4 separate regions of the Mus musculus genome follow, and all the other regions are linked to region 3. Evidence: chromatin contacts called from public HiChIP or PLAC-seq data. All regions are on one chromosome and are shown on one strand. The core of a region is the stretch at or near the end of the contact, and the rest is flanking DNA. Distances in the headings are between cores, read along the strand shown. Region 1 has its middle 29 kb from the start of Scd1. Region 2 overlaps Gm34922 (a long non-coding RNA gene). Region 3 overlaps Dnmbp (dynamin binding protein). Region 4 has its middle 5.0 kb from the start of Gm35183.

What was found. HiChIP or PLAC-seq counts read pairs in DNA pulled down with a chosen protein or histone mark.
Region 1: a FOXA1 HiChIP or PLAC-seq map of pancreatic cancer cells shows a contact between it and region 3. The contact joins two enhancer-like sites. A contact is called at or near these places in 1 of 15 datasets of contacts at CTCF or cohesin (embryonic stem cells) and 3 of 115 datasets of contacts at active chromatin or transcription factors (bone marrow-derived macrophages, embryonic stem cells and pancreatic cancer cells).
Region 2: a contact with region 3 is called in an H3K27ac HiChIP or PLAC-seq map of embryonic stem cells, with 3 times the contacts expected there. The contact joins two enhancer-like sites. A contact is called at or near these places in 1 of 484 Hi-C or Micro-C datasets (the Ba/F3 cell line), 5 of 115 datasets of contacts at active chromatin or transcription factors (bone marrow-derived macrophages, embryonic stem cells and pancreatic cancer cells) and 2 of 9 other capture datasets (adipose tissue and liver).
Region 4: a FOXA1 HiChIP or PLAC-seq map of pancreatic cancer cells shows a contact between it and region 3. The contact joins two enhancer-like sites. A contact is called at or near these places in 3 of 115 datasets of contacts at active chromatin or transcription factors (bone marrow-derived macrophages, embryonic stem cells and pancreatic cancer cells).

Annotation. Positions count from the first base shown.
Region 1 is chr19:44,375,689-44,380,802 of GRCm38.p6, forward strand. No RefSeq gene overlaps it. Among named protein-coding and RNA genes, the nearest start is that of Scd1, 29 kb to the right of the region's middle. Within about 2 kb of position 2,478, at least 65 of the 459 cell types and tissues checked have an H3K27ac peak or open chromatin away from gene starts, as enhancers often do. A contact at or near this core is called in pancreatic cancer cells, where this site is marked.
Region 2 is chr19:43,627,448-43,632,570 of GRCm38.p6, forward strand. All of the region lies in intron 1 of Gm34922 (a long non-coding RNA gene), which reads left to right. Among named protein-coding and RNA genes, the nearest start is that of Gm4311, 12 kb to the right of the region's middle. Within about 2 kb of position 3,609, at least 50 of the 459 cell types and tissues checked have an H3K27ac peak or open chromatin away from gene starts, as enhancers often do. A contact at or near this core is called in embryonic stem cells and pancreatic cancer cells, where this site is marked.
Region 3 is chr19:43,890,595-43,895,766 of GRCm38.p6, forward strand. The region is part of intron 4 of Dnmbp (dynamin binding protein); the gene reads right to left. Among named protein-coding and RNA genes, the nearest start is that of Gm50217, 28 kb to the right of the region's middle. Within about 2 kb of position 3,672, at least 63 of the 459 cell types and tissues checked have an H3K27ac peak or open chromatin away from gene starts, as enhancers often do. A contact at or near this core is called in embryonic stem cells and pancreatic cancer cells, where this site is marked.
Region 4 is chr19:44,264,705-44,269,723 of GRCm38.p6, forward strand. No RefSeq gene overlaps it. Among named protein-coding and RNA genes, the nearest start is that of Gm35183, 5.0 kb to the right of the region's middle. Within about 2 kb of position 2,442, at least 306 of the 459 cell types and tissues checked have an H3K27ac peak or open chromatin away from gene starts, as enhancers often do. A contact at or near this core is called in embryonic stem cells and pancreatic cancer cells, where this site is marked.

The sequences.
Region 1 (5,114 bases), core at 1,228-3,727, 480 kb after region 3:
AAGGCTATGTTTATCTTATGTTATGTGCCTGTCTGTTAGCTGGTTTTATAAACCTTACACATGTATGCCTTCCCTGGTTGAGACCCTGTGAATGGAAGGGTAAGCTTTTGAAAATTCTCTTTTATGTGTTTTCCACCTTATTCTAAGAGTGGATATTAGGCAAGTCAGGTTTAAAAGGCCCTTGGGCCAGGCTTTGCCTTTCAACACATTATTATAAATTGCCGGGAAACATTTCATAAGCTAAGTTGGCAGAGGGTTAATTTAGCTTTCAGACCTACACATAGCATGCAGTCATGTTAGGGCCAAAAGTCATGACTGGAGAAGCCTGACCTGGCTAGAGTATCCCATGCCCCATCCCAGTTTCAAGATGGGCATGTGGTTACTCAGCTCTGTGAAGACTGACCACCACAGCCTCTTGTATGTGCTTTCCTACTTAACTCAGCTTTCTCAACAGAAATCCAAGAAGTGGGTACAGTTTGTTGGTACTTTGTATTTTCAAGTTGGCTAAAGTTTTCATTTTTTAAAAAGATGAATATGAAACCACTCTTCTCTTTCTCCTTTCCCTCCCTCCTTCTCCCCCGTCCCCCCTTTCCATGTCTTACAACTTAGCCCAGGCTAAGTAGTACAAAAAAGGGTGTACAAAAAAGATCCTTCTGGCTCTTATCTCCCCAGTGTTGGGACTCTTGATTCCTTTTGTCAGGATTTCATAGACATTTATTGAGTGAGGGGGGGAGGGGTGGATATGAGGGTGGGGCTTCCTTTGTCTTGGTAAGTAAGGAACTCTCAGGGAAAGAGTCTGACTAACCTAGGCGGTCAGAGGTCCATCTTCTTGCTAAGAGGGTCCAACCTGCAGCCCTTCTGCAAGCCCAGGATATGCTTCACACCTATTTCACACGGAGAACCCCAGGGGCCTGCTGCTTCCTGGCACAAAGGAAGAGGCCATTTGAATAAGCTAAATGCAGAAGGGAAAGAACAAACGTCACAAAGATACATTGTATCCACAGGCAGCTGTGTGAAAGCAGTCATCTGTGAAGAAAAAAAACCCAGCAGATCCCAGGGGACATTTTTTTTTCTCGCCACACCCAAGCCCTCACCATACTCTTGTAACCTCTTTGATCATAGAGAAGCAACACAGGAGTTTGGGCTGCCCTAGAGACCTACTTCAGACACAAAGGAAATTTTGGGACCAGATCTCATGGGTAGCAAGACTGAGAGGCAGTCATAAGACAAAGGTTCCTTCCAGCTAAGAGTCTAGAATTTCTCTCTCTCTCTTTCTCTCTTTTTCATTTTTATTTCCTTATTTTGGGTGTGTTTAGGGAGGGAGGCACATCGCAGAAGAAACTCAGGGCATCAGGGTTTGAGGCAGGAACCTTTTACCTTCTCTTGGGCCCAAATACTAGTACTTTAAGAAAAAAAAAGATTTATTTGTTTATTTTCTATATATGTGTACAGTGTAGCTGTCTTCAGCCACATCAGAAGAGGGCATCAGATCCCATCACAGATGGTTATGAGCCACCATGTGGTTGCTGGGAATTGAACTCAGAATCTCTGGAAGAACAGTCGGTGCTCTTAACCACTGAGCTATCTCTACAGCCCGAATTTCAGCACTTTAAAAATAGTATTTCAAGCCGGGCAGTGGTGGCACTTGCCTTTAATCCCAGCACTTGGAAGGCAGAGGAAGGTGGATCTTTGGGGCCAGCCTGGTCTACAGAGTGAGTTCCAGAACAGTCAGGGCTACATAGAATAATCCTGTCTGGAAAAAGCAAAAAAAAAAAAAAAAAATTTAATTTTAGAAGCAATTATAAAATTCTTACATAATTTTCTCTTTCTGCTTCCTCTCTCCGAACCCTCCCCTACGGCTTTCATTGCTCCCCTCAAATCCATGGCCTTTCCTCCCCAAGAATTGTTACTATGTATATGTATGTGTAATTGCACATAAATTCCTAAATTGAGCCTGCACAGTCTGTATGTTACTCATATATATGTTTTCAGGGCTGGCCATTTGGTGTTGGATAATCAATCAGAGTCTTTCTTGTGGAAATAGCAATGCTCAGAGAACACAAGATGACCAACTGTCCATCCACGTTAAATTCTGACACAGGGCTAGGGAGGTGACTCAAAAGCACCTGCCACCAAGCCTGACAACTGCTCCTACCCCATGCTCGCATGGTAGAAGAATGTCTGAAGTTGTCTTCGGAGATGCTTTTAAAAAAAGAAAAAAGAAAGACCTTTGACCCAGCTGGCATTGGCTGGGGTCACAGTGGAAACATTATCTTAACCTGGGCTTATGTTGGGTGTGGTCACAATGCCTATAAGATGTGTCAGTGAGCTTCACAGACAGAGAGAGGATTGACCAACACTCTAAGCGATTCATGTGATACCAGGCTGATGAGAAAGAGACACTCTAGACACCTGAGGCTAAGATCTTGAAGGGACACTTCAGTGGTTACACAGAGCAAGGGAAGGTGACAGGGCCAGGGGTGACAGGGCCAGCAGGAGAGCAGAGTGGAGTGAGAACAAAGAGCTCTGACAGAAGCCCAGGTCTCACAGGAACTGAGCAAGGGCTGGGGCGAGGCTCCCTCAGCAGCTCCAGCTGCAGTTCTGCCCCACCCCCACCCCACCCCCACCCTGTCCCCAGGGAGTCTCAGAGCCTGCACCAGCTGCAGGGGCCCTCACCCTTGGCATTCCACAGTGTCCTGAGCAGCTTCACTTTCTCCCTCTCAGTCAGGGGCTGAGGGAAGTGTCTGCCTCACCTTCAACTCTGCTCCTCATCCTGAGAGAGAAAAGGCAGCTCCTGCAGGGTCCCTCTGGCTCTCCTGGAAACTAAGTGCACAGTTGTAAAGGAGCCGCCCTGTGAACTCTGGAGAGAGAAACACTATAGCAGCTAAGCACAGGGATCCATGAGAATCTCTGCTTCCTGCTCCACAGGATGGCCCTATGCTGGATGCAAGTGAAACTTCCCCAGGGAGGAGGTCAGAGCATCCTTGCAGGGATGCAAATGCTGGCCTGGCTCCTCCTCAGGGAAGGAGCATCACCCTGAGGGGCTCTGTGTGCCCACCTGGCAGCAGGTGTGGATTCCAAGCTCAGCCTGCACACCTGTGTCCAGGGGATGACAGAGACTCTGGTGCACCTTTTTGTCTGTCCCATGCTAACCTTGAACATTGGAGGTAAGGGGGCATTATACGGGACATGCAAAAGCCAATCCAGAGAGGTTTCCATGGCGGATCTTGTCCTTACAGATGACGACATCAGGTGGTGTCACAAGCCTGCTCTGTGTAGACCTGGAGTTAAGAGTGTATCCCACAAAACCCTGGGGCAGAACCCACGGCTCTGCTCCTTACATGGGTTGGAAAAAATAATGCTCTTAACTGCTGAACTGTCTCTCTAGCACTCTCTCGGGAGGGAGAGAGAGAGAGAGAGAGAGAGAGAGAGAGGCAAAAGCAGAAGGGAATAAAAGATCATCACTGGATGAATCACAGAAAATTCCCTAGCTATGAAGAACAAGCATTTCCCCTTCTCAATGACTTTTTAATTAATTTATATATGGTGTATGTGTGTATGGGTGTGTGTGGGGGGGTATGTGTGTGTGTGTGTTTGCATACACATGTGCATGCAGGCAAATGTGAACAATGCATGGGTAGAGGTCAAAGAATAACTGGGTAATTTTCAGGTCTTGGTTCTTGTTAGCTTACAGACAATTCATTAGGCTACTCCAAGGAACCTAGTAACAGCTACCCAAAATTATAGAGCTGCCAAGTGTATAAGAGGGACTGCTTGGCTACCCCAGCTTACTTGTTTTCTTGCTCTCTCTCTCTTGCTCTCTCTCTCTCTCTCTCTCTCTGCCCCTACGTGTCCCTGGCCGGCCTCTCATGCTCTCTTCCTTTCTTCCTCTCTTTCTTTCTGTCCTTCTCCCCTCTATTCTCTGCCTCTATCCCTTTCCAGGTCACTTCCCTTCCCTTATACTAGGCCTGTCGCATGGCCTGATTCCTCAGGGGACACCTTGGCATAGGCCAGCTAAAGTCCTCCCTCCCACCACATTATAAAACGTAGCAAACACTCTTGATAATGGAATTTGTTCCAAACCAAGGCACAGCATCACACACTTTGGGAGAACTGGAATCCTACGGAAGTCTTTTTAAAACACTCTGTTTCTAAGAGGCTAATAAGAGGATGCACACTTCTTAATAAAGGAGCATGCAAGAAAAGAAGGGAACACAGTGACCCAGGGAAGAAATCCAACATACAGAGGAGAGGATGAACTGAGGGTACCTGGCTAAGTCTGAGCAGAAGAGAAGGCTGCAGGAAAGAACACTTGAGGTCACCGGGACTAACAGAATTCCTGATGTGACCAGATGTACTAGGAAGAGCTGCTGACAACTGATGCAGAGGTTGAATTGCTAAATATATAGAGAGGACCCAAAAGAAAAAGAAAAAAGAAAGAAAACAAACAACAATATCACAACAAGAACAACAAAAGCACACTGTTACTATAACCAAAGGAAATACAAAGTTACGTAAGAAAGAAATCATGGAGCGATTGCATGACTCCAGCGTGAGCAATATTTACATAGGTTTGTATAAACTCTGACTGTGGACACAGCCAAAGTTACAACAGATCTGCATGGAGAGGGTGAAGAAAATATTGTCTACAGGTGCCCATCATCATGCTAACGTAACAAAGAAAAGATGATCAATCAGACTGAAGAGAGGCTCACTGGCTGCTCTTCCAGAGGACTCAGGGTAAGCTCCCAGCAGCCTTTTGATGTTACACAACCACCTTTAACTCCAGTTCCAGGGGAACTAACACGCTCTTCTGGCCTCTATAGGCACTGCATGTACATGACACATATACATGTAGGCAAAATACCCACCCACATAAAAAGTAAGGAGGAAGAGGAGGAGGGGGGAGAGGAGGAGGGGGAGGAGAAGAAGGAGGAGGAGGAGAGATGGTCAATGTGGTGGAGTATTTGTGTAACACATACAAAGCTCTGGGTTCTGCAAGAAAGGAAGAAAAGAGAAAACCTCAGTTTTGATGGTTAGATGTGAATAAAATTATATATATAACACCTAAAATCACTAACTAGCCATATAGGCACATCACTTAGAAATACAGA
Region 2 (5,123 bases), core at 2,359-4,858, 260 kb before region 3:
CATTTATGGGTGTTTTGCCTACATGTATGTATGTATGTATGTATGTATGTATGTATGTATACTGCATACATGCAGTGCCTAACAAGGCCAGAAGGGGGCATTGTGTCCCCTGTAAGTGGGATTACAGTTGTGAGCTGCCATGTGGGTTCCAGGAGTCAAACCCTGGTTCTCTCAGAGGGCAGACAATGCTCCCAACTGCTAAGCCATCTCTCCAGACACTTAAATAAATTTTTATTGTTAAAGTAAATTTATTAAGAGGAGGGAGGGGAGAGGAGGAGCAAAGAGAGAGTGCGAGCGCGCACATTAGCATATATGTCCCACAATGCACATGGAGAGGTCAGAGAATATCTTGAGGGAGTCACTTTTCTCCTTCCACCATGTAATTCCTGGGTAATAAACACAGGTCATCGAGTTTGGGGACAAGGACCTTACCTGCTGAGCCACGTTGTCAGCCCGATTTTAAAAATAACCTTTGTAGGAGTGAGAAAGGGCTGCAGAAGATGAGCAAGAGCATCAGGCCTCTTCGCAGCATCTGCTTTTTATCCCTGTCCATCTCAACAGCTTAAAACTTAAAAATCTGTTAACTTTAGCCAGCCGCGGCAGTGCACGCCTTTAACCCTAGCACATGGGAGGCAGGGACAGGCAGATCTCTTGATTTTTAAGTAAATCTTAATTTGGGTTGTTTCCTTTAATTAATTTTCATTGGAGGAGCAGCAAAGTTATCCTGTGAACACTAAAATCAGAAAAAATCAATGGAGGCCTGACAGGAAGGCCACCCTCTCCTCGCATCTGTCCCCCTCAGCCTCCTCCAGGTCGTAGAGGCACTGCCTGGCCTAGGGGCTGGATCAGAAGTCTGGAAATCACCTGTGGTCGCCCTTACCCTGTGTCTAGTTCAATTCTATGAGCTATCATTCAGTTCTGTGGCTTGCACTTTGTATGCACTCTGGGATCCATCAACGTACTCTCTCCTCCCAAACCCACTTCTCGGTGGCCACTTTAAAATGATTATCTTTGTGTGTGTGTGTGTGTGTGTGTGTGTATTGTAGTGTATATATGTGAACTTGTTTGTAGTGTGTACCTGGTGAACACATGGGCACACACTTGTGGTGGACAGAGGTTGGCATCAAATGTCTCCTTCAATCTCTATCCACAGGGCCTGAACTTGGAGCTTGCCAATCCTGGCCAGGGAGCCCCAAAGATCTGCTATCTATCTCTGCCTCCCCAGTGCTGAGACTACAGATGTGTGCTCACCTTTTTACCCACCCAACCCTGAGACAACCTCTAGGCTCTTAGACAAAACAAATGAGTGTGTGTTTCATGGAGATTGGAGACAGGTGGAGGAGGAGGGAGGAAGACAGGATTGATTGTATTGAGGGCAAGCTAAGGGGACACCTTCTTATTGTTCTGCTATTAGACTCCTTTGGAAGACAGGAACTACACTGAAGTTCCCATCTGAGATGCTTTGTGCCCAGTAGGCTCTCAGGAATCCCAGCTGGGGACCATGCATGTGGGCCGTCAGATGCCCACCATGTCAGTTACAGAGGCTCTCACGTGTGTCCACACCCTGGGACACCTTTGGAATGTTGGTTCTCTGAATAACCCCCGTCATTCACACCCTACAGCCGCACTCAATCTGTCCCAGTCCCCGTGGCCCCTCACCCTTTGCTTGCTTTCAGATCTGGCAGAAACAAAGCCCCAAATACATGACCAACTGGCATACGATGAGTGATTAGCCCCCTGTCTGGAAAAGGCTGGGGTGAGGGCCTTTCTGTGCTAAGTGCAGTAACCCTAGCCCTCACCCAGTAGTAATTCTAGATGGTGGTAGCCGGGGCTGGGCATAGATGGGCAGTGTGAACAGCCAGCCTGAGGAGGGAGGTGCTCAGCCCACGTGGGAGGACCATCATCTCCTCCCAGGCAGTTGGAAGCATCAAATTAAGGCTAAGTGGAGGTAAATTAGATGTGCTGGGACAGCTGCCATGAGGATAAGTGGGTCTGGATACTAAGGGAAGGTTCTCCACAGGGGAGGGGAGGCAGGCCTTGCGGCCCTGTGGTCTCCCTGCTGTTCCTCACCTGAAGCAAGATAGCAAATTGTCTTGGGCAGAAGTTCCCCAGCTTGGCTGTGGGTGAGTAAATTGGACCCACCTGAACCTCACGCTCCTTGTGAATACAGTGAGATCTTAGTACCTACCTCGCAGGACCTTCAGTGAGCCAAGGGGTGACGGGATGACTGGCTCCCAGGAGGCTTTCTGTAATGTCCGTGGACTCTACGGGCTCCACACCTACCAAAAGCACATTCCTACCTCAGAAGTCCAAGGTGCTGGAGAAATTCGGTCAGCTACCGGATGTTTGTGGTTTTTACACTGTGACTAGTGAGTATGTGCACAGGCGAGGTCAGAACCTTAATGCAGGGCTGTTGGTAACTCAGAGGCCACCAGCTAACATCCAGTGACATAGCCATTGCTACTGGGAGGCTTCAGGCCATGATGTCTTCCGTTAGCATTGAAATAAGCATGGTAAGGTATTAGGTTGTTTTTCATTGGGGGGGAAATGTGACTCACTTATAAGTCAGTGAGAAACAGGTCCTCTCATGAAAATCCGTGGTGTGTTCACCGACCATGGTGGTTTGCATTTAGGCCCCTGTCTTGTGTGTCGGAAAGAAGGCTCCCCTGGGTCCTACCCTTTTTACCTTTTCAGAGGGTGATCACCACTCAGAGGTTCCACCGTGCTGAGGAAATGGAGGGAGCAAGGTTTCTTTAACATTGATGGCAAAGTAGTTTCTAATTTTAACGTTTAACTGGTTAAATATATTTAATTATATATAATTATTTATATTTAATTGTTATAGGTAACATTAAATTGCTTATATATTGTGGGAAATGTTGCATTTTAGGCTTGGAGGAATATATATAATCTTAGGTTTGTTAATTTGTTTATTTTGAAAGGAGAAACGTATTTTGATTCATAGTCTCAAACGCTCCCTCCGTAACTAGCTGTTTCCCTTGCTCTTTAGCCTATAGCAAGGGCAATATTATGGCAAAGGAACGCTTCTCCCTTCAGAGCAGTCAGGGATCAGAGAAAGAGGCAACCTTGAGTTAAGCAGCACTCTCTGAGGCGCAGGCAGCGTTTTCTAACAAGGCAAAGGAGGAAGGGCTGCGTGGATAGACAGACCCTCACCACCCTGCAGGATCAAAGGCTCCCAGAGAGAAACAGTGTAGACACAGAAAGGACAGACACTGCCTACACCCGAGCATCTCCAGTGCGGCCTCCAGACACCAATCAAGAGAGGGGTTAATGTAGGCTCCAGCAGACGCCAAATACTAACTACATGTGGCTTAGTGTTCCATACCTGCCCCACCTGACAGTGTTGGGCAGAACATGCTGAGGTATGGAAGCACTAAAAAAAGTTGATGTTCCCCCTGTGTTCCAGGAAGTACCACCAGCATGCAAATTTCCACAGAAAATCGAGAGAGAGAGAGAGAGAGAGAGAGAGAGAGAGAGAGAGAGAGAGAGAGAGAGAGAGAGCACTTCGAAGTCCTCTCCATTCCCACTCAAGATGAGTTAAAGCTGAGTCACTGCCCTTGGGTGGCGTCAGTGTTACAGAAAGTGACCACCAGGGGGCACACATTCACCACTAGAAAGCCTTGGGCACTGTTTCCCGTCCAGAAAACAAGCCAAGATGGAAGCCTCCTGCTGGCTGGGGAGGAACACAGGCTCTTCAGAAAGAAACACAAGGTTCTCCTTTGTATGCTTTACATCTAAAAGTTATTGTTGTTTCAAATATTGACGAAGGCTGCTGTGGGGAAGCAGGATTTGCCCATTTCTTTGATCTAACCCAGAGTGGCTGCCCATATCCCAAGCTGTATTCTCTGATTGCCTGTCTCAGTGTCCCAGATTCTCACTTGGTAAGCCTAAGGCCATTTAAGTCAACGGTTTCAGACTATACTCCTAAAATGTAGAGGAAGAAAGAACGAGAGAAAAAAAGACAGACAGACAGACTAAAGCTGCTTTCTGTGAGGAACTAATGCATGTTTTACCTTCTCAACCTCTGACTGACTGATGATGTTGGCCAAATCCCTGGCTGGCGTTTCAGATTTCCAGGGCTCCCTGCTCTTCACTTCCGGCTGCTGACATGGCTACAGTCCTGGTGTGGGCAGCAATCATGGTGAGGATCCTGTTAAAGCTGAAGATGGGGCTATCTCACACCAGTCAAGGGGTGTGTGTGGCAGATTAGGGAGGGTGAAAGCTGAGGCAGAGTGATTGCTGCAAGTTCAAGGCCAGTTTTGTCTAAATAAGTGAGACCAGGGGCTGGAGAGATCACATAGCAGTTAAGAGCACTGCTAACCAAGCAGGAGCATCTGAGTTCTAATCCCCAGGACCACAAATGAGTAGAGTCTGATCACATACAACATACATACATATATATATACACATATACACACATATATACATATACACACATATACACGCATATATACACATATTTCTTATACACAGACATGCACATATACATACACACATACACTATACACACATATACACACACACATATATATACATACATTCACATATACACACATACACATATACACACATATATACATATACACACATATTCACTTACACACAGACATGCACATATACACTATACACACCTACACACATACACACATATATATATATATACACATACATACACATATACACATAGATATACACATATACATACACTGATACACATGAATACATACACATTCATACACATACACACCACAAACACATACACAGACATACATATACATACATACCACATATACACACGCCACATACATATACACACATACATACACATTACAGACACCACATACACACACACACACACACACATACTAATTAATTAATTGGTTAAAAACAAACGTACCTCTTTAGTAAGTTAAACAAACAAATAATGAGGTCCTGTCTCAAAAGGAAGGTATGCAGAGACTGGGGTGCTCACGCTTAATACATTGTTGGTGGGACTGTAAAAAGATACAGCTACTAAGTTAACCAGTATGACGGATCCTTAAAAAGCTGAACTTAGAAATACCACGTGGCCCTGAAAATGTAGGTGTGCCATATTGCCAAAA
Region 3 (5,172 bases), core at 2,422-4,921:
TGCTCTGGCTGGAGGAGCCAGGCGCTGTGGAGTCATTTCAACTTCAGGATCCAATCAGTGAGCTACTCTATCTTCTCCTCAGGGGCCAGGAGATAATTAGTAACTAGAATCCATGCGATTGGTGTTGGCAGTATTGTTGGTGTTTCCCTGAGCTGGTCAGACTGGCTTGGCTGCTTTATGCACTGAAGGCACAGGCATTCTGATGCCCTCAAGGTCTTGTAGAAAAGGTGATTGATGTGAAAGAGAAAGAGCTCGCTTTCAGAGCCCAGGCTGGGGTCTTATGTCAATCTGCAGCCTCACTTTCAGGTAGCCACTGGATGAAACCGGATGCGTACACTGGCAGCTCCAACAGGGCCTCTAGATCCCACCGAAAGCCGAGGCTCTCTTCTCTGAGGAGCACAGCTCCCCTGCCCTGAGGGTTTCGCTCCTGTGAGATTCCAGGAACCAGGCAGCACACACTCAAACCCCCAGCCACACAAGCTCTGGCTGCCAGAAGCCACCACATTGAAGGAAGAACAGGTTCCCCTATCACTTTCTCTGTTGTGTCAGTCAGTGTGAAATGTTTTGCCCAGAGAGAGTTATGTCGTCTTTCCTTGGATACTCAGAAAGCATCAACACCATCCATCTTCTAAAATTATTTTCTATCCAAGCAATACACTATGTTTAAGAACTAAAGAATGTGGCTAGCCTCATAAAGGACGGCGTGGAAGTGCCTATGAGAATCCAGCAAGTTTCCAATGGACAGGCAGAGAGACAGATGGACAGATAGACAGACTGAAGACAGGTCTCACACATAAACACTGAGAAGAGAAATGCTCACTTGGGACATCACAAGAACTATCCACTATAAAGCAAAAGGCATGGGCTGGAGAGAAGATGGCTCAGCGGTTAAGAGCACTGACTGCTCTTCCAGAGGTCCTGAGTTCAATTCCCAGAAACCACATGGTGGCTCACAACCATCTGTAATGAGATCTGATGCCCTCTTCTGGTGTGTCTGAAGACAGCTACAGTGAACTCACATACATAAAATACATAAATGATTCTTTAAAAAAATAAATAAAGCAAAAAGCAGGTGGCATGTACTATGTAACGAACACAGTTAATGACAGCAACAGAATCAAGCCTTCATGTGTTAGGAGAGGTTTCACCCTGGCTTCAAATGGCTGCTCTTTCAGCTACCTGCTCCACCATTAGATATAAAGAATAGGATCTTTAGCTTTTTCTAACTCGTAGTGTTAGAGTGGTGTGAAGAACTCTGAGAGACTGGAGTAGTGTGCCCTGTCCTTAATTCAGTGTTCATCCTCTTACCTATAAACTGCACATTCCCTTCAGGAGTCAGCTGGTCCATCTACAAGATGGCCTCCGTGACTCCTCGGAATCTTCCAGCTCTGGCAGCCCTCAGTTCTACTTTTCCCTCACAACTTCCTAGATGGGTTCTTAAAAACCCTGGGTGCCTTCCTTTGCTGGCTTGTGATACATACACACCAGGCAAGCACGCAGTTACTAATCTGGATCTCCAGTCTTCCCTTTGATTTTGTTGTTGTTGCTTGAGACAGACATCTGTATAGCTCTGACAGTCTTGGAACTCGATGAGTAGACCAGGCTGGCCTCAAACTCCCGGAGTCCTCTCTCTACCTCCTGAGGTTAAAGGTGTGCAGCATCACGCTGCCTCCTCTCGTTTTGAGAAAGGGGCTCACTAAGGTGCATAGGCTGGTGTTGAACTCACTCTGTGGCCCATACAGTCTTTGAATTTATAAGCCTCCTTCCTCACCCTATTGAGTAAGTTCAGTTTTCAGGCCTGTGACACCATGCTTGGGTTTTGCCCATTATGGGATTCTCTTTAGTTCATCAAAACTTCTGGTCTCCCCCTGAGATTCAGCCCATACGTTTCCTTCTCATGAATCTTTCCATCAGCAGCAGTGACAGTCCCAGCCATTCTGACTTCAGTGTGTGTGTGTGCCTATGTGCATGTGCATATGTGTGTGTGCCTCGGTATATGTGTGTATGCACATGTATATGTTGTGTGCCTGTGTACATGTGCATATATGTGTGTGCCTGGGTGCATGTGTGTATGTACATGTATAAGTTGTATACCTGTGTGCATGTGTATATGTTGTGTGCCTGTGTGCACATGTATATGTTGTATGCCTGTGTGCATGTGCATATGTGTGTATGCCTGTGTGCATGTGTATATATGTGTGTGCCTGGGTACATGTGTGTATGTGTGCAATTGAGTGAACATGAACATGCATGTACAAGCTATGGTGCTAGAAGTCAAAAAAGAAGTCGAGTTTGACTTTCACTATCCTTCAATGTAAGCAAGCAGTTATTATTATTTTTACCACACATAAAGCAATAATCCAGTTGGATATGGTGAGGAATGGCTCTAATTCCAGCACTTGGCAGGCAGATTGGAGTTCAAAGTCATCCTGGCTAAACAGCAAGTTCAAAGCCAGTGTGAGCTCCATGAGACTCTGGGTGCTGGAATAACTTGGCTATGATCGCATACACTGCTACATGAAGCCAGGTCTGCTTGACATCATGCACCGGATAAAACCAGTCACACCTAACATGGACATTTTACCACATTACCATTCTCCCATGGTGCAGTTCAGCAACGAATGCTCTCCTGCCTACACTGCCACACCCTCATCTCCAGTCTTGACTTACATGACCTCCCCACACAAGGCAGCTGCTCCCCCTGACCCCCCAGTACACCGCCATCCAGATCCCCACAGGAGCACACAGGACTGCTGTGCTAACCGAGTCAGCAATCTCTAAAGTTGAGACAGCGATTTGCTCACCAAACCGGTAACACTATTTACCAGGACAACTTTATGCAAAACAACGGCAACATCTATAGAGAACTCACCAGACAACGAAGCTGTTTTTATTTTTATTTTTGAGGCAGGGTCTCGCTATGTAGACCAGGCTAGTCTGAAATCTTTCCGCCTCTGTCTCTTGAGTCCTGGGATTAAAGGAATTTGCCACTACATCTGGCTATTTGCCTGCCTGCCAGCCTGCCTCTCCTCTCCTCTCCTCTCCTCTCCTCTCCTCTCCTCTCCTCTCCTCTCCTCTCCTCTCCTCTCCTCTCCTCTCTTCTCTTCTCTTCTCTTCTCTTCTCTTCTCTTTTCTCTCTCTCTCTCTCTCTCTCTCTCTCTCTCTCTCTCTCTGATTTACTTTATTTTTAAGATCCTGTATACCCGTGTGTCTCTGTTGAGCATGTGTCCTTGAGTGTAGACACCCATGCTCTCCAGCCATCATGTAGCTGCTAAAAACAGACCTTGGATCCCCTTCCAGAGCAACCCGTGTTAACTGCTAAGACATCTCCACGGCCCCAGCGGTTACTTTCTTATGTGTGAAATGAGGACATTGATGGTCTCTCTGCTTCTAAGTCTAAAATCCAATGATCTTGCTTATTTCTAATCCAACTAAAAACAAAGGTTAATTTCCTTTTCAGAAAGACACACACCTTTTATCCCAGCACTGGGGAGTTTGTGGCAGCCTGGTCTACACAGCAAGTTTTAGGCCAGCCAGGGATACATAGGGAGACTCAGAGTTAAGAACAAAGCAAAACAATAAAAAGATTAATCACTCTAGTTGGGCACTGTGCTATCCCGCTGTACTAACTGCAGCAGGTGATGCTGGGAGGAGGGTGGATCCTGAAACTTGAGACCTGCTAGAGCTACGTGTGAGATACTATTTAAAAATGGGGAGAGGCGGGGGCTAGCTCAGCAGGGAAAGGCGGCTGCCAACCAATCTGTTAACTGAATTCAACCCGGCAAGGCTGAAGTCGAGAACTGACTCGGGAAAGTTGTCCCCTGACCTCCACCCACATGCCAGGGCACACATACATGAACATAATTTTTAAATTTCAGAAGAGGGGGTGGGAGGCTGGTAAGCTAGCTTAGGTGCTTGCTGCCAAGCCCGATAACCTGGGCTCAGTCTCCCAAACCCACAAAGGTAGAAAGAGAAAACAACGTCGGCAATTTGTCCTTGACCTCTGGCCTCTACACACACACACACACACACACACACACACACACAGAGAGAGAGAGAGAGAGAGAGAGAGGAGAGAGAGAGAGAGAGAGAGAGAGAGAGAGAGAGAGAGAGAGAGAGAGAGAGAGAGAGACAGCACCAGCAGTGTGGTTCCGACTTATTCAACACAGCTGCCTGTAGTAGGTTGGGCTGGACAGGGCACCCTCAGGGAGTCCATAATCTCTGAAGTACCTGGGTCTTACTGAAATTTCCCACCCTTTGCCTGACCCTGAACATGAGGAAATAAAGTGTGTGCAAAGTCACCCTACAAACTGCGAAGAACTGTGACTCACCGATCAATCATAATCAAATAAACAATCCTAAGTTCCATGAACCCATCAGCCCTGGAAGGAAGAACTCGCTACTCTTCTGAACGGACAGACTGTTCATAGGCTCAGACTATGTTTGCTGCTTTGTACCAGGATAAAACCCGGTTGACTTAGCCGAGGTCATTTGTTCTGAGCCAACACCCTGGGGCAGATGCCACGTGGGTGAAGGGTACTTACTCTCTTCCTGTGCACCGACGAGAAAAAGGGAAAGATTATTACTGTCTTAAATTCTTTTACTCCTTGGTGGGGATGATACCAGGATTGAATGAAGGGCCTTGAAGCACCTAAGGAAACATTCTTCCCCTGGGGGACACCCTGGCTCTACACAAACGTTCATCATCTTAAACCAAAAAAAAGGGGGGGGGGCTGGAGAGATGGCTCAGTGGTTAAAAGCACCGATTGCTCTTCCGAAGGTCCTGAGTTCAAATCCCAGCAACCACATGATGGCTCGCAACCATCCGTAATGAGATCTGACGCCCTCTTCTGGTGTATCTAAAAGACAGCTACAGTGTACTTAGATATAATAATAAATAAATCTTTTTTTTTTAAAAGCAAAAATATTTTTTAAAAAGTACAAATTAGTTTGACTTATTTATTTATTTATTCATTATTTATTTATTTATTTATTTATTTATTTATTTTTGAGACAGAGTCTCACTCTGTAGCCCTAGCTGGCCTGGAATTCAGAGATCTCACTGGTTCTGCCCCCCAAGTATTGAGATTATCCGTGTGTGTCAGCAAAACTGGCCCAGGTTTGGATATTTATTCTATTCTACTACTTGGAGAAAGAAATATTATACCAGAG
Region 4 (5,019 bases), core at 1,192-3,691, 370 kb after region 3:
CAGCAGCAAGTGCTGTGGCTCCCTGACCTTAGCCCCCCCCCCCGCCCCCCCCAGCACCGCACTTCACTCACAAACTAAGCCCAAGACACCAGCACAAGGACCATCTTTTTAAATATTTATTTTATTTGTATTTTATGTGTGCGTGTTGCCTGCATATATAGAGTCAGATCCCCTGGAACTGGAGTTATAGATGGTTTACGAGGCACCGTGTGGATCCTGGGAATCGAACCTGGGTCTGCTAGAAGAGCATCCAGTGCATTTAACCACCGAGCCATCTCTCCAGTTTCCGGAACAGGTCATCTTAACAGTCAACAGGAGCAGGAGATTGAAGCTAACCAGCCATTGTTCTAATTTCCTACCATACTTTAACCTCCTGTACAGCTCTGAGCTCCTCAAATGCATCTTCCTCTGCCGGAGATGCCTCTTGGTGCCTATGGTCAGTAGTCAGTGAAGCGAGGCATAGATCTCTCAGGACTTCGCGTCTCTGTGACAAACTATGGGAAATGGCATGGGGTCCAATTCTACAACCTAGAGGTGACCCACAGTTTCTGTGGCAGTAACCAAGTGCTGAATCTTCAACACTGACCTTGGGGCAAATGCCATGGACTCCAGGATCAGAAATGAGACTCTGTTCTGGGATTGTTACAGGCAGTTGCCCCCACCCTTTCCACAGGGATTCTCAGGGCTTCTTCACGTTACTGGAGCTCATAAAGAGTATTGTGTGGTGTGCTGACTCACGCTGGCTGTGGGCCGAGGAGAAGCCTTGTCAGAAAGGACCAACAGGCCCTTTCCCCCTGTATTTCTCAAACAACAATGAATAGCCCAGGCCAGGCTGTAACAAACACCAGCCCCTGGAGAACAGGAGGGAACAGGATGGCGGCTGTAAAAGGTCACGTGTTTCCATGCTTCACTAAAGTGGAAAGTCACCATATAAAATAGAAAACCCAAAGTGAGCAATGAGAAGCCTTTCTTACGTTCACGACATAATGTAACCACTGTTACATTATAAAACATTTTCTTCTTTCTTCTTCTTCTTCTTCTTCCTCTTCCTCTTCCTCTTCCTCTTCCTCTTCTTCTTCTTCTTCTTCTTCTTCTTCTTCTTCTTTTGGTTTTTGGTTTTGGTTTTTGGTTTTTTTGGTTTTTGGTTTTTCAGGACAGAGTTTCTTTGTTGTAGCCTTCCTTGGCTGTCTTAGAACTAGCTCTGTCAATCAGACTGGCCACCAAGGCCCTCTACAACAGTTCATCACCCAAAACTCTTAAAACCATTTGCCAGTGACACCTAATCTTATCAGCCACAAGCCAACTTTTCCCCACCCTTAGCAAAAACAAAAAACAAAAAAAAACCAACGGTGCTGGCCTAGGAGGTACCCGCTTGCCTTGTACTTCAAGGATAGGGAGTTAAACAATTGATAACCCACATGTGCTACCACCCCCCACTCCCAGCAAGGTTTGCCAGGCAATCACCCAGTGTGTAGCATAAATCAGTGGTGTCAGGTTCAAAAGAAAACTCAAGACAGTTGGCCACCTGTGGTGCCTATTAGCATATCAAAGCGTCTGCTGATCTCGGGGCTCAGTGCCTGAGATTCCTCTCCGCTCTCTCCTGGCCCCTACCCTAAACTTCCCCAACTCTTGGGCTCCCCCGACCCCGACCCCAAGCTTCTCGTTCCTATATAACCCTGCTATTTTAGCCATTGTCCTCGTTGCCCTCTTGGGTCTTGGTCACCTTGGGTCCCTCTTTCTCTTGCTCTCCACTTTTCTCCCTCCTCGATGGCCTGGTTCTCTGCTGGCCATATTTAGTCTGCTCTGGACCCTTCCAGATGCCTCTGGCTGTATTCTCCCTCTAGAGTAAAGACTTTCTCCTCAACAATACCTTGGTGTCCCCATTTCATTCAAGTAATACTCCACTCCTTGGTATTGCCTACTAAGCACTTAAAGTGTCTACCTCAGCCAGTTCATCGACGGATCAACAACTGAGCTGGCTCCACCTTTTGGCAAGTGTAAAAAGCGCTGCAAATATTTGCGCACCAATATTTGGGTATCTGCTTTGGTTCGATTTGTGTACATATCCAGGATTAATTTGTTTGTATGTAATAAACTATTTAACTTTCTGTGGGGTCACCTCAGGCATACCTGTAACCCCAGCAAAACTACCGTCCTTCCGGTCCTTCAGCACTTAGTGCTGAGCGAATGCCCCATTAAAGCCCTCAGAGCATCCCGGGGAGGAGGGCAGCGACTGCGCGATAGGCCGCATCGCTGCCCTACCGCAGGCGGTGCTCACACTCCTACCCTGGCCCTCAGCCAGCCCACACCCAGGTCAACACTGGGAGCCGCCCGAGTCGCGGCCCATCACTCAGAGCCCCCAGGGTCACACCCGTCCACTCGGCCCACAGCGCCTGACTCCGCACAGCCAATCAGCAGCCGCGCTGCGACTCTGCCCGAGTCCGCGCCCATCAGGAGGCGCCGCCTCTGGTTCGGGAGGTGCCCCTGCATCTTGCGGTCGCCCTCCTGTTTGGAGCTGAGGGAGTTTCTAAGGGATGCTGTAACTACCCTCCACCCCCGCCCCCCAGTCCTCCCTCTCCGCCAGGGAGGAACGCAGAGACCTTGGGTGTGGGCTCTGGTCCTCCGCTGCGTTGGAGGTCGCGGGAGCAGACTAAACAGGGCAGGGCAAGGCGGTCACGTAGGAGGCAGAGTGCCACCTCAGCAAAGCATACGGAAGACTGGGTCGTGAAAGCATGAGAGAAAGCAAGCCAGCCAAGTGTTCCAGAGCGTTCCAGGCTGATGTCACCGGGGATGAAAGATTCGAATGCTTGCAGCTCAACTTAGCTACAGCTAGCCCCTGGCGCGCGCGCGCGCGCGCGCGTGTGTGTGTGTGTGTGTGTGTGTGTGTGAGAGAGAGAGAGAGAGAGAGAGAGAGAGAGAGAGAGAGAGAGAGAGAGAGAGAGAGAGACTCAGTCTTCCAAGCGCTGGGACTGCAGAAGGGCTTCTACTTAAGTCATGCTGTTACGTGGGTGCCATCTCCCCAGGCCCACTTACCTGGGTTTATAAAGCGAGCTAGTAACACTCAAATACAAGATGACGGTGTGGCTTTCCCTTTGCCTTAACATATACGCCATACCCTTGGTATACGCCACAACCTTGAAAATTAGTTCTTAATTTAGAATCCTCACACCAGTCAGACTTCTAGGACCAAAAGTAGTGGGCACAACCCCCACCCCCATCCTCATCCCCAAACTTTAGCCCTTTCCAGAAGGAAGTTTCCCTGAAGCTCATTAGCAATCCCCTTTCAGTAAACGTGCATCTTCACTGAATGTGGAGTTGAACACCACATACCAGGCTGTCTCTCTCTCTCCGTGTGGGTGTTCTCGCTTTACCACACTCCAGCTCCGGCACCAAGAAGTCCCCTGAAGAGGCCTGTCACCAGCATACACTGTGGGACCCAATTTAAGGCACCTCTGTCCACCAACATAAAGATATGTGTGTGTGTGTGTATACATATATATGTATGTATATATGTGTATATGTGTATATATACATACATACATACACACACACACACACACACCTTGCTTATTTCTTACTCAGTTTCATTTGGATTGTTCTTATGGAGAGATTTTTCTCAGCCAAGGCTCCCTCCTCTCCGATGATTCTAGCTTGTGTCAAGGTGACATAAAACTAGTGACACACAGGAGGGAAAGAGTGATATTGATTTACTTGTGTGTGTGTTTTTAAAGATTTATTTATTATTATACATAAGTACACTTTAGCTGTGTTCAGATGCACCAGAAGAGGGTGTCAGATCTCATTATGGGTGGTTGTGAGCCACCATGTGGTTGTTGGGATTTGAACTCAGGACCTTCGGAAGAGCAGTGGGTACTCTTAACCACTGAGCCATCTCTCCAGCCCCTGTGTGTGTGTTTTAATACTAAGTGTAGAATTTAGGTTTTCACACAGGCTAAACAGGCACTGTGTCACTGAACTATATCTCCAAGCTTTTTGTTTGTTTATTAATTATAAGACAGGGTCTAAGTTGTCCAGGCTAGTCTTGACTTTGCAATCTTTCTACTTCAGTCTGACTGCTTATTTTCCAGCCCCACCACACATGTGTTGGTGTAACTACAAATGAGTTTTTTTTTTTTAATTACATTTCCTTGGGGCTGGAGAAGGTAGCTCAGTGGTTAAGGTCTTGGCATTGTATCTTGTAGTAATGTCAGAAGCTACAGCCGTAAACTCTTACCAAGGTGACAGCCCAAACAAGAGCTGAGCAACAACAATAGGCATGCTAATGTGGACAGAGGGAAAGTCCATGAGGCCTCAACCCTACACACACACACTCACACACATACATACACATACACACACACACACACATACATACACACACACACTCACACACACATACATACACACACACACACACATACATACACACACACTCACACACACACTCACACACACACATACATACACACTCACACACACACATACATACACACACACTCACACTCACACACATACATACACACACACTCACACACACACACACACACACACACACACACACACACACACACACACGAGGCAAGAAAGAAATGCTGAGAGCAGTGAAAATCCTCCCCCCCAGGGAGGAGCAGACCAATTGGTTTTAATACCAGCCAGCCCTGAAAATACACAAGTAACATGATTTAGAGTGAGCAGATTGTATTTATGTACATAGAGAAAAATGATCTTTTTATATTATAATCTCAAAAAAATAATTTTTAAAAGGAAGTGATTTAATTTGTCCCTGAAAACAAGGCTTTCCATCACTTGCATTTAATTTTTTGTATATCATCTGGTATCAGTATTTCAGAAGCAAAGAGAGTAAGAAGTTAAATATGTTTTTTTCCATCCCCCTTCTATATCCATAAGTAAAATGCAGGAAAAAATTCGTTTTCATTGTGCTTCTGCTCAGTGTAATTAGGTTGACATTGCAGTCTTATGACCTTAGGGGCTTAGCATCTAAGGGGTAAATCCATGCTA